Linked DNA regions of Mus musculus: region 1 is linked to region 2. A link is a contact called in public promoter capture Hi-C data. All regions are on one chromosome and are shown on one strand. The core of a region is the stretch at or near the end of the contact, and the rest is flanking DNA. Distances in the headings are between cores, read along the strand shown.

Evidence for each region. Promoter capture Hi-C pulls out the DNA fragments that hold promoters and counts their contacts.
Region 1: a promoter capture Hi-C map of liver shows a contact between it and region 2, with 2.8 times the contacts expected there. The contact joins two enhancer-like sites.

Annotation. Positions count from the first base shown.
Region 1 is chr15:79,695,890-79,698,589 of GRCm38.p6, reverse strand. All of the region lies in intron 2 of Gtpbp1 (GTP binding protein 1), which reads right to left. Among named protein-coding and RNA genes, the nearest start is that of Gtpbp1, 6.3 kb to the right of the region's middle. Within about 2 kb of position 1,434, at least 34 of the 459 cell types and tissues checked have an H3K27ac peak or open chromatin away from gene starts, as enhancers often do. A contact at or near this core is called in liver, where this site is marked.
Region 2 is chr15:78,995,541-78,998,321 of GRCm38.p6, reverse strand. The region is part of intron 18 of Triobp (TRIO and F-actin binding protein); the gene reads right to left. The region is part of intron 2 of Gm10865 (predicted gene 10865); the gene reads left to right. Among named protein-coding and RNA genes, the nearest start is that of Mir6956, 5.3 kb to the left of the region's middle. Within about 2 kb of position 1,336, at least 47 of the 459 cell types and tissues checked have an H3K27ac peak or open chromatin away from gene starts, as enhancers often do. A contact at or near this core is called in liver, where this site is marked.

The sequences.
Region 1 (2,700 bases), core at 185-2,684, 700 kb before region 2:
TATTCTACTAAAGAATTTATCTCAGTGAAGCTCGTCTGTGTGCCTCCCCCCTGCCCTGTGCTACCTCCCACAGCCCATCCAGCACAGCACCCACACATGTAAGCTCCCAAAGAAACCATAGTGCACTCGGGAGGAAGAGGCAGGCGGATTTCTGAGTTCGAGGCCAGCCTGGTCTACAAAGTGAGTTCCAGGGCAGCCAGGGCTACACAGAGAAACCCTGTCTCAAAACAAACAAACAACAAACAAAAAAGAAAGAAAGAAAGAAAGAAAGAAAGAAAGAAAGGAAGAAAGAAAGAAACCATAGTGCTTACACTGCCATTTCCACATCAGAATCTCTGAATGACTTTCCAGAACCAACAGAATTCCTTCCAGGTTCAATTCCCTTAAGCCCCGCCCCCGTCATCCTACATCCTTTAACACAGGCTCCCTCTGGGCTCTATCCCAGTGCAAAGGCCCTGGGTTGGGGCTGGAGACTCATCCTAAGTCCTGGACAGTCCTAGCTCTGCCCTCATTTTTCACCCTAGACAGCAGCCGATCAGCATCTGTTCAGAGGCTCCACAAACACCGGCCCCTCCTTGCAACATTTGCCACTTGCCACTCCTTGCTCTTGTGCAAACGTCTTTTTACACACATCTCCCCCCTCCCCCGCCCAGGCTATAGAAGCACCTTGAGGACGGGGAACTATATCTTAACCATTTTCTGATGAATAGTTTTCCTACCTTAAGCACTCAAATGTCTAGAAAATATAAAACAACTGAACCAAGGAGGGGCCGAGGGCAGAGGGCAGAGGGTTCGGAATGACAGCAGAGCTCTAGCGCTGTCTGAACTAGGGAAAACTGCTATCCTCACCAGACTATCTACCTCCCTGCTGCTTTCTAAGCTAGGGCCAGCACCAATGTCACCTTGACCATCAGAGCTCTTGGGTGGTCACATTATCCTGGTCTAGCACGCACCACTTTCATTGTGTTAGGAGTAGACAAAAGCCAAGGAGAAAAGCCAGAGTCCAATTACTAAAGACAGTGCCAGCCCTCATCAGATTTCTGTCCTGCCAGCTCGCTTACCTTTCCCACAACACTCTTCTATACAAGTGACAGCTTCCCAGGCTTTGGGGACATAAGTCTCAGCTCTTTGGCCTGACATTCAAGAACCATAAGCGGACCCTGCCCACCTGTTCAGTATCCCTGGACCTCACATTCTCCTCTCCTTCCTAGAGTACATCTGGCCCTCCAATGCCACCATGCCTCTGGGCATGGGGTTTCCTCGGCCCATCGCCACTGTTCACAGGAAAGCAGCTCCTTTGTGTGGCTGTTGCTGACGCCTGTGTCTCTTGCTGTGCCATCTGTCACTCCACTGATCACCAGGGTTGATTAGGCTGGTCTGGCTGGCTAAGCAGGGATGCCCGCCCTCTCTCAGTGCTCCCTGAGCTGTGCTCAGTAGAAGAGGGCAAAGTTCCCTGACAGAGAACCATTGGCAGTCATGGGTATAATGAGACAACTGTGCTCTCCGCTAGAACCTCCAAATGAGCTCTCAAGCCATGACTTCTTAGAAACAGTCGAGGTCTCTTTGCAAAGCAATTCCATAGTAAATCAGCTACAACCTTGGACCCTGAAAACCTGGCAGTGCTAACACGAACACCTCTGTGCCAAGGGCGCTCCTGGAGTGCTCACGGCACTCACCGGGGCACCGTGGGATCATTATTCATATTTTTGTACTATTTATTTTGAAAGATTTGAGTTCTAATTAAGTGTGTGTGGGAATGGGCACATGAAAGTGCTTGAAAGTATCAGATCCCCAGGAGCTGGAGTTATGGGTGGCTGTGAGCTTCCAAGTGTGCATGGGAACTGAACTTTGAGACCTCTGGAAGAGCAGTGCATACTCCCCAGCTCATTACCTGCATTTTAAGGCAAGGAAAACAGTCAACAGGCAAGCCCAGACCTCCCAGGCTGCAGACCCTAAACCACCGGACCATTACTGACTTGCTTCCTAAAACATTAACCTTAAATGAAGAGCATACAGGCATAGCACAGTCCCCTGGATGGTGTGCATGGTTTTAATATGCTTATCTGGGAAAGATTTCTCCCAGTAAAGTCTCCTTTACTCCAGGGCTACAGTGGAAGGCCCTAGTGGAGGGGTACAACACCTTCACAGGGAAGAAGCTGGAGACGAAGCTGACCTCTGGGGGCCTTGTAATTGACTCAGTCCTGTTTGATGCTCAACTTGTTTAACCAGTTGAGATCTCTCTCTGCCTCCAAAGAATCCAGCAGAAGGAGTTACCAAGATGATGTGTGGCTAATGCTGGGGTGTGCTGCGATGGTCCAGGGAGGATCTGACATCTTCCTTCTGAAGGAGGGTTAATTAGGTATGAGTTGGTGGCAATGGTAAAATTCAGACTGCACTAAAGGATGGGAGAAAAACTCTGCATGGCATGGCAAGGCCAAAGTCAAAGCGTCAAGAATTCACGGCCAGCCCCTTATTTATTTATTTATTTATTTATTTATTTATTTATTTATTTATTTAAAGATTTGTTTATTATATGTAAGTACACTGTAGCTGTCTTGGGATTTGAACTCTAGACGTTCGGAAGAGCAGTCAGGTGCTCTTACCCACTGAGCCATCTCACCAGCCCCCAGGCCAGCCCCTCTTAAACAAACACTTAAACAAATACTGAACAGTCTGGGTCTTTACAGACTCGCCCCACCA
Region 2 (2,781 bases), core at 87-2,586:
CAAGACAAGAATCTAGAAATCTGACCAAGACAGAAGGGCAGAGGATGAGAGTGAGTGAAAGGCCTTGAAAGGAAGGAAGGGACCATGAGCCAGGAAAGCAAGCATGGTGGCAAAGACATGGATCCCACGGCCCCACCTACAGCCCGCCAAGAAAGGGTTGTCCAGCCCCCTCCTCAGCCTGTGCAGGCCTTGAGCAAGTGTGTCATCCAGTCAGCTGTGGGTGGTGACTTGTCACCTTGGCCTGGACGCTGATCCAGACAAAGCAAGGGTGGGAGAGGGAGGCACAGGACTGGGGGCAAACGTCAGGGGCTCACTGCCTTTTACATTGACTTTAGGGGGGGGGGGTGCATGCATGCCACAAGGCACATATGGAAGTCAAAGGTTCTTTCTTTACTAAGGGGGTTTCTGGGATGGAACTCAGGCCACCAGGCTTGGAGGCAAGTAACTTCACCCACTGAGCCACCTCTGTGGCCCTCATGGGCTCATTTCTAACTTTTAATTTAGATACATTTTTGCAGTAGAACCCAGAGATTTGAGCATTCGAGGTGAGTGCTCTACTTACTACTGAACTATACCCAACTCGTGACTTTGTTTGTGTTTTTTAAAGACAGGGATTTTAAAGGCCTTAGCCTCTAGCTAGGCTGGCCTTGGATTTAGGAGCCTGCTTTACCTTCTCAAGGGCTGGGATTATGCACTGCCATGCCTATAATCCCAGGACTCAGGCAGAGGCAGGTAGATCTCTGTGAATTCAAGGCCAGCCTGGTCCACAGAGAACTAGATGCTAGATCCAGGACAGCCAGAGCTACACACACACACACAAAAAAAACCCTGCCTCAAAAAACTAACAACAAAAAAGTAAATGTGGTTCTTATATAATTTATTTATTTTTTATTAATTTCTTGTTTGTTTTTTTAAATCAAGGTCTCACACTATGTATCTCTGGCTGCCCTATGTAGACCAGGCTGGCCTCGAACTCACAGAGATCTGCCTGCCTCTGCCTCCGCCTCTGCCTCCCAAAAGCTGGGATTAAAGGCCAGCCATCATTAAAGTGCCATCAGGCTGGACTGTTTCTTGTTTGATTAAAAAATGGTGTGGCTGCCAGGCAGTGGTGGTGCACGTCTTTGATCCCAGCACTCGGGAGGCAGAGGCAGGTGGATTTCTGAGTTTGAAGCCAGCCTGGTCTACAAAGTGAGTTCCAGGACAGCCAGGGCTACACAGAGAAACCCTGTCTCAAAAACCAAAAAATAAATAAAAGCCGGGTGAGGGCCAGCCAGGTGACCTGTGACCCACTTTCCTTAGTGACACTGGTGGCCACCTCTCTGCCATAATATCAAAACAGAGGAAGAAGCCCTGGTGGCCTCAGCTCCAGAGCCCTCCTCCTTTAGCTCCCCCAGGGCCACGATAGGCCCGTGCTGAAGGCCCTGCTTCCTGCACAGCTGTTCTGCAGGTTGAGCCCTTCATGCCTGCAAGAGGGCCACCTCTCCAGGATCAGCTGAGTTTCCAACCACCTCCTCCCTGGCCTGAGGAACATGTGACTTACAAGGTTCCTCTTCTCTCTAGTGCCTGCTGTCCCAGTTGTCATTGTTTCCCAAGCGCTTCCCCCTCACCTCTTAGCACCCTAGTCCCACCTGCCCTGAGCCTGCACCAACTTCCTAAGATGGAGTGCTGGCAGCTTTTGAAGTGCCCCGTGGGGCAAAAAAGGACCAGGAAGCAAGGGCTCTGGGGCTGCCTAGAGTTCAAAGGTCACACCAAACTTCTGGGCCTCCATTTCCTTTTGATGGCTTTGGAGCTTACTGTAGTGCCTCTAAAAGTTCAGTTGAGTAAAACAAGCTTTTTCTTCAATGAACTCTCAAGCTGGTTCCAATAGAACCGTGAATACATACAGTAGCTCCGACCCCAGTGAACGGACCCTTCCAGAGAGGATCTCCGAGTTCCACTCAATGACCCCAAGCTGGAGCCCACCCTTCATGGGCCACTTCCACCCTCCCTTAGCCCAGGTAACCCCAGGATAGCCTCCTCACCTTTTGTTCCTTTGGTTCCCCTCCCCTCCCCACAACTCAGCAGTAGCCAGCCCTGGCTAACGCGTTAGCCCAGCCCCAGAACCACCAGGGCTCCCCTGCCCTCCCGGGCCCTAGTTACCAGGGACCAAAATCTCCCTTCAGCTAATCTGTTCCCAGTCAGCCTTGTCCTAGCTCCCCAAGCTTGGGCCCTGTCCTCTTATCTACTGCACTCCAAGATCTCCTTGTGTGTCACTGGAGAACTCGCAACATCTGCAGGAGACTAACTCCAGCTTGTTCTTGGAGGTCCTACTCTTGGCACCAACTGGCCTTCTACCTTCTGTGTAGCAGGATCCCCACCCACTGGCCACCAGGAGCTCCAAGTGTGGCCCTCAGGGGACTTTCCACCCCACCCCCAGCACCCTTTGCTCTTCCTGGCACTGGCATGCATGGTAGACTATGGGCAGCTGACTTTCCAATTACTCAGAACTGTGACTCTACTGTTAAGCAAAACTACGTTTTAAACATTAAATGTATCAGTGTGAATTACCAACTAGACAGACTGTGGAGTCACCTAGGCAACAAGCCTCCGACACACCTGTGAGAAATTACCTATGGCTAGCCTCGGGCCATGCCTGTGAGGAACTGTCTTCTGTAGTTTAACTGGGGGGAGAGACCACCATACAGGAGAGATGTACCGTCATGCCCCCCGCCCCCCGCCCTCCTGCCAGGCCTTCACAGAGGGGTGAAGAGTCAGTGGACACATTCACCTCTATCTCCTGGC